Regions from separate parts of the Xenopus tropicalis genome. Here region 1 is linked to region 2. A link is a contact called in public Hi-C data. All regions are on one chromosome and are shown on one strand. Each heading gives the region's core, a stretch centred on a gene start, on an enhancer-like site or on the middle of the called end of the contact. The rest is flanking DNA. Distances are from core to core; before and after follow the strand shown. Region 1 holds the start of tlcd3a (TLC domain containing 3A). Region 2 holds the start of nxn (nucleoredoxin).

The links. A called contact is a pair of places that touch in the nucleus more often than the background predicts.
Region 1: a contact with region 2 is called in a Hi-C map of brain, with 5 times the contacts expected there. The contact joins the promoter of tlcd3a here to the promoter of nxn in region 2. A contact is called at or near these places in 3 of 5 Hi-C or Micro-C datasets (brain, neurula embryo and tailbud embryo).

Annotation. Positions count from the first base shown.
Region 1 is chr2:96,496,174-96,499,866 of UCB_Xtro_10.0, forward strand. tlcd3a (TLC domain containing 3A) reads right to left here and starts at 2,264. Exons shown (of 5, transcript NM_001016139.3): 1 at 1,869-2,264. The coding sequence starts at 1,990.
Region 2 is chr2:96,364,650-96,368,300 of UCB_Xtro_10.0, forward strand. It overlaps nxn (nucleoredoxin), which reads left to right and starts at 1,868. Exons shown (of 8, transcript NM_001142200.1): 1 at 1,868-2,206. The coding sequence starts at 1,910.

The DNA of each region.
Region 1 (3,693 bases), core at 1,014-3,513, 130 kb after region 2:
CTTAGAATTCTGCACATTATTACAATTCCCTCAGTGCAATAGATGTGTTATAATTAGGTATATGCATGGGAGTTAAGGAACAGCTAGGGATGCATAGTGATGTTTTCTAAATGAGTAAAAAGACACTTGTCTTTTTACTCATTTAGAAAACATCACTATGCATCCCTAGCTGTTACCATTTGTAGCATCCACAACCTCACATTTCTTTTTTTGTTAAAACACATTTTTACATGTTTTTGCTGCAAATCTACCTCTTTCGGGCTGGAACCTGGGGTGACATGCATATAACCTTATTAAAGGTACCGGCATGCCTGGAAAATACATTTCCTGCTAGTCTAACATAATATAGAATGTCTAATTGAATTATACACTAGACTTCAAAGACATTAACATCCTACTGTAAATGTGCGCCTCCACTACTCAGTGCAACCAAGATCACTTAAAAGAGAACTAATAAAATATCTAACATGTCCATGTCAGCTTAGTTTTCTAGAAAGCAGTCAGGGAAATGTAAATGAATGTAAATGTATTAATTACTATGTAATATTCACACTTAGCTCATTGTTCTGTATGACTTGTGTCTTAGGCTGAAATTGGCTTCTGTATCATGTAATAAAACACCACTACATTAATAAATCAGTGGACCTTTTGCTGCATCTGGTTGTGAAACATATTACACTGATGAAATAGAAAAGATGAATGCAACAAACTTTACATAAATACATAACAATCTATGCATAACATGTGGCTTTTTCCTATTCTGCTTGCCTGATGTTCTCATTAACAAATTAGATCATAAGCCTAGGGCAGTGGTTCCCAACCTTTTTTGCACCATGGACCGGTTTCAAGCAAGACAATTTTTCCAAGGACCGGGGATGGGGGGTGTAGCGCAATTAGTGCTAGTTAAATGTTATATTATGCACTTTACTATTATTATTATTATTAAATACAGCTTAATAAAGTACTTTGGTCCTTGTCATGATCAGTAGAAATCTTCCTGGGCTTCCCATAGCTATTGTCATGGCTGTGTAACGCATCAGGGAGTTGGGATCACAGGTAATTGAGACCAGAGGTGGCCCGGTTTAGCACAGCCCACGGTCCGGCACCGGTCCCCGGACCGGTGGTTGGGGACCCCTGGCCTAGGGAGTAAAGTATTAGATAGGACCACTGATTTCCAATACCTAGCACAACTTATACCCAATCTTCCAGCTGTTAATGCTGTAGTTCTGCAGGCAGGGGGGAAACCTGAAGTTACTGGGACCCATTATCATTATATGGCCCACAAAACTCTCTATTCTCTATATACCTGTATTGAAACTGCTTTCATTCAGTGACCCATTAGTTCCCTTATATGTGGAGGGCCCCAGGTTTATTACATCTGCTCATATGCAGCAACAATTCACACCAGACCTGGACTGGGATTTAAAATAGGCCCTTGTATTTCAAGTACACAGAAGCTCAAACAGCCCCCAACCCATTAAACAGTAAATATCTATGGCATCTTACAGAAGCCCCTCTTGCATTTGCCAAATTCCACAGACTGCCAGTCTGGACATGATCCATACTATAGAAAAGACACAGGGGATAAAGACTGGATGTGATTGATGATTAGTAGAAAACAGACTTTATTTCCCTTTATTGTATATTAGCCCAAGGCACAGGAGTACAGGCACAGGTATGGGTGCAAGTGAAGTTCTATGTGCAGAGGCACAGTGATGCACTATAGACAGAGGCAATCCCTTACACAAGAAAAAAACAGGATCTAGTCCTTCCTAATGAGCCCTCCATCACTGGCTACCAGATTGTACTTTATATCCTCCAGATGTTACACAGTAGGACAGTTCGTCCAACGAGGAGCACAAAGTTACCTGGTACTAAGCAACGAGCAGTCAGCTTCTGTCCATTGTGGCAGAGTCCGTCGGGCACACCGGCTGCACAGTAGGTAGAGTCCCGGAAAAAAGAGGGAACCTGCGGCCAAGACGTGCCACATCGCGCCCGCTACCGCACAAACTACTGAAACTACCGAGCAGAAGCCTGCCAGCACCTAGCCCCGCCCACGGAACGTCACCGGAGAATCCTTCCAAACCCACAGATTACTTGAATTGGTTCTGCCTTACTCGCGTCACCACCTTCCAGAACAGGGATGCCTAGAAGATAGGGTACCAGGCCTCAGGGGAAAGCTGGAAGCGGGGGTGCATTTAGCGCTGCGCCTCCTCAGCTCCGATCCTCCCCCTTTTTGCTATCAAATCAGTTACTCGCCCTGCGTCCGAGCAGCTTTCTCTGCGCCCTGCCGGCCATTCTATGCCTACCGCTATTCAACCCGCCCATCCATTCACTCATTTCTAGGACTATCAGCAGCTGTGCTTTCAACAGCCAATAGGAACATAGTCCAGTTACACACGCTGCACCTATTGGTTGAAAGAAAGGTAAGAAGCAGCCTTCCCAAGGAGACAGAAAGAGGAGAAGGGGGTTTGTGGGAAGTGCAATTTAGAACGCAAATCGGCAGGTTTTTTTTCCATTCATTTTGGTTGGGCGAGTAAAGCTATGCGTTATTTGTTAAACAGGAGCACGTTGCATCTAAAATCTGTTTAATTGGTATGGTATTATCCTGTGATTCTTTTGGGTTGAGGTCTCTTGCACCTATTGCACATCCTGCTGTGGGAACCCTGGAATGTGTTCAGGGTGCCAGCTGCTCCATGCATAAATAGGCCCAGTTGTACTTGATCCTTCATGACAAACACTGAAAGGCTCAGAAAGGAGGTAGTGCAATTGCTACAATAGGAGTATGAACTTCTAAAAAGTTATTAGAGCCGTTATAGGAAACCCTAACCCTAACGTTTTATCTAGGTGGTAAATGGTAAAGGTGCTTCCCAATGTAGGGATCCCAAGATTTGGGCCCCTTAGCCTGGGTTCCCCACACAAACCGTTCAGGGCTGAAACGGCAGATAAGGATGTAGAAACAATAGGATTTCTACCTCCTGCCGATTCAGCCCTGACAGCAGATTTTGCTCAGGTGCCTTCTATGGCGCTCGATCAAAATCTTTTAACTTGCCCGATCAGCGAGTTGACCGATATCAGCAGCCTCCTGCGATAATGGTCAACTCATCGACTTGCTATACACGCACCGATAATATCGTACGAAACCTCGTTTCGTACGATATTATCGGTGTGTGTATGGCCAGCTTAAGACAGGCAAACCAGTGGGTGGCCTTGTGGGATATGGACACTTAAGGGTGTGTACTAGCTGTTTGTGTAAAAAGAGTTTCCTATGTTATTCAGCAGCAACCACTAGGTGGCAGTGTGCTGCAATATAAAAAGGGATGACACATACACTGTGTAGGTCTTTGGTCCTGTGACACCACCTCTGTCAGAGGTTAGCTACAGGATTCAGTTAGAAAGTTCAGATAGGTCATTTATAGTCACTCTAGGAGTAAAAGGATAGTTGCGGTATCTAGTAAGGGCAGTCTGAAGCCCCTCCGAGGATATTAGTGAGGTTATTACCTCCCGGCATTACTAGCTGTAGTTCAGGTATATCAAGTGGCTCAGGTGGTAGCCAGTTCTATAAAAGGGGAGATTGCCTAAGAGAAAGGGTCTCTTGGCAGGAGTACCAGGGAGTAGTTCTAAGTGAGAGGGTGTCCTAGAGGAAGTATAGGGAGATATACCTGAACCTGCATATTATATTACTGGATACTG
Region 2 (3,651 bases), core at 618-3,117:
GGTCCTATGCTGAAATGTATTAAAACATTTCATTTTGTAAATATTTTGCGTGTATAATAAATTCTCCAATGGAACCATAGCCTCATTGTTATTTTGTATTGCAGTGGTAACACCCATACTATATGCATATTCTGTGTGCCAATAGCAATCTTCAGTCCCTGTTGGGGGTTGGGTGAGCGTGCTGGGAGTTGTAGGAACAGTAGGCAAATATAATTATAATATTTGGGTGCACTTGGGGGGGGGGATACAATTTATTTAGTGACAGTTTTACAGTGCACAGAAATTATCACAGCTAATATTCTGTGAGCCAGGGTGAGAAAACAGGGTGGCCCTAGCAATACTGACTGTTAGTGCCAGTTAAAGGGAGAATTTATCTTTAGGTTATCTTTTAGTATGATCAGTGGAGTACTATTCTTGACAACTTAAAATTAGTCTTCATTTTTTTAATATTTAGTTTGCAAATTTAGAAGCTATCTGGTTGCTAAGGTCCAATTTAGCCTAGCAACCAGGCAGTGGTTTGAAAGAAAGACTGGAATATGAATAGGACGGGGGGTAAAGAAATAGATCAATCATAAAATGTAACAATCACAATAAAATTGTATCCTCACAGAGTAACAGTTATTGGCTGCTGGGATCAGTGATCCCTATTTAAATGCTTAAAAAGATTCAGAAGAAGAAGGCAAATAATTCAAAAACTATAAAAAACAAATAATAAAGAAACAGGCAAATCTATAGCATGCTAAAAGTAAACCTTAAGGTGAACCATATATCTCCATATGTTGTGTTTCTTTTGGAGCTAAAGTAACAACAAAAACTTATAAGCATATATACAAAAATATTTATTATACATTTATTGCAGTGTGCAGAATATAACAAATGTATTAGGGGGCACTGCTGGCTACCAATGTCTCATGTCTATGTGTCCTTTGTACTGATGGGAGGGGCCATTGGGGGAGTGGCCCTGTGGGAGGGGGGCCCAGAAAATTTTGTTGTGAGGGGCCCCGTGATATCTGATGGCGGCCCTGCCTCTGGAACTGGCAGGGGCGGGCCAAGCTGACTGGAAGTCCTAGGCAACGCGATTGGCCACCTCGCCCCTGCACCTTCCCCTGCGTGTGCTTTGGCACAAGGGAGGGGGTGCGATGCGATAGCTCATTGCCCCTACCACGTAATGACAAGCGGCAGGGGCAATGACTAAGAAGCATGGAATAGGGGTAGGCAGGATAGGCTCCAGCCTGGTGCCCCCAATTGTTGAGCATTAGGCAGCTGCTTCTTCTGCCTTCCCCTAGTTCCGTCCATGGGAACTGGCCCCAGTCACTCACCTATAGTTCTTTTGATAAATGTCATTGTTGCAAATTAGCTTTTTCTTAGTTTCAAACAAATATAAATCCGAAAAAAAAACGAGTTTTAGTAAACCCCCCTCAGCAGAGCAAAATCTTAGATAATTTAAAAAAGTAAATAAATGAAGTCCAGCTGCAAATTGCCTTAGAATAGCATTGTCTACATCACAATAAAATTTACATTTGAAGGCGAAGTTCCCTTTTATCGCTGCTGCAGCAAGACGTCATTCACTGCCAGGACTCTACACAGGAAAATAGTTATGTTTTTTAAGTATAAAAAAAGAAACTTGCCAGTGTGCCACAAGCTTCTGATAGAGTGAGAGAAGTGAATAAGGCGTAGGTGGCACGGCAATGCGCTGGCACCCAGGTGGCAGTGTCGGCCTGAGAGAGGCGCCGGTCTCCACCCCCGTGTGTCTGTGCCCATGTGCAGCCGGCTCCCAGTCCCGCAGCCAATAGGCTCAGTGCAGCTTTAGCAGCGCACGCCGATCATCCCCTCCCGGGCGCCGGGGTGCTCCTTTCTGTGAGGCCGAGCCAGCGCACAGAAGAGCGGCGGGGGGGCCAGGCCGAGCAGCATGTCGGGCCCCGGGCTGCTGGTGGAGCTGCTGGGAGAGAAGCTGATGAATTCGGAGCGGGAGGAAGTGGATGTGCAGGCTCTGGGCTCCAGGGTGTCTTTAATCGGGTTGCTGTTCGGCTGCGGGATGAGCGCTCCGTGCCTGCAACTGCTGCCTGGCCTGAGCGACTTCTACTGCAAAACTCGGGACCGTCTGGAGATCGTCTTCGTCTCCTCCGACCCCGACCAGAAGAAATGGCAGCTGTTTCTCAAGGACATGCCTTGGCTGGCACTACCATACCAAGAGAAGCACAGAAAGGTGAGCAGGGCAGGGGCGGGCGGAGGGTCTTGCGTGACCCTGACAGTGCTGATACATTGCCTTCACTGAACTCCAATCAGCATATAATAAGAATAAGAATAGCTTGTGATTCTTAGGTGTTGAACTACAGATTGGAGCATCCTTCCTGCATCCCCTTATAGTTGTAGTTCGGCAAAAACGCGGGGGTGGGGGTGGCATTGGTAAAGGGGTCGGTTCTACGGGTTGGGCAGCAGTGTTTCTGTCTAGCCATGGCCATTCTTTAATTCATGGATGCAGTGTTCCCATTTGCCTCCTTTCTGTCAGGCACAGTGATTGTGGCACAGTTGACAATGGCTCCAAAAATAACACATTTGATATCGCTGCCCAAGTTTCTAAAATAATACATTGCCACCTGTTAATGGACTTTGCTGGACCAATTCTGTTTCAACCACCTATTCGCTGATGTCTTAAACCTGTCTAAAAAAGCTTAAATGTGTATTGTTTCACAAAGGCACTGTTATTTCTGTTTTAGTCTAAATACCAGTTTGTTGATTAAATATGTTGTATATTTGTTTAAAATTTCCCATAATATCATGGTAAATCTGTAAGCCTGGCTATGCTTATGGTTGCTATTGCAGAAACTGTGACAGTCCACAGCGAATTTGCTTTGTGCAAGTGTTTAATCAAAGCCTTGTATTTCCTTTGTACCACACAACCTGTGTAATTTCTGCTGTTTTTGGCAATACTGGTGTGCCTGTATATAAAGCATTTGAATGTATCCATCAAAATTGACTGAATATGAAATAGTAGCCATAATCAGAAGCCAATTACATCAAAATAATTGTTAACAACCCCCCCTTATTTACCATAAACACATTTTGTCATATTTCAATGGCCATCTGAGTTTCAGTTTGACAGGCCAATCCTCATATAGTCGCATCAAGTCAATTTTTGTGAGGTGAATTCTTAAATGCACAGTCACACGCACAATCACTTCAGTGTTTCTCAACGTTTTCTGGATGGGACCCTGATTAATCTGTAAGGGAACTTTGCAGTTCAAGTAACATTTTGCCAAATGTAATTCTTAGCAACTGTCCAATATACATTACATGTTTTAAAGTTGTTTATAAAGGGAATTGAAATTAAAAATAGCTTTTTCTGTCCTTTTCTGCACTGCTGGTTCTGTGTGTTAAAACAATGTATCAGAAGTCAACCCCACATGCATCAGCTGGCTTTTTTTCCCCTACATTCTTTCATATGACAGATCCACCAGGGTAAAGAATAGGAAGGGACAGACAGATACTGTTTTTAATAGCAGACAAATATACAAATAATGTTAACCCTTTCAAAATGTGTAATTAATATATATTGGAAAGGTGCTTAGAATGTTTATAAATATTGGAAATGTGCTTTAAATGTTTACAAACAGGCAACATTTAATTGTTCCTTTATCCCTTTCTCTGATG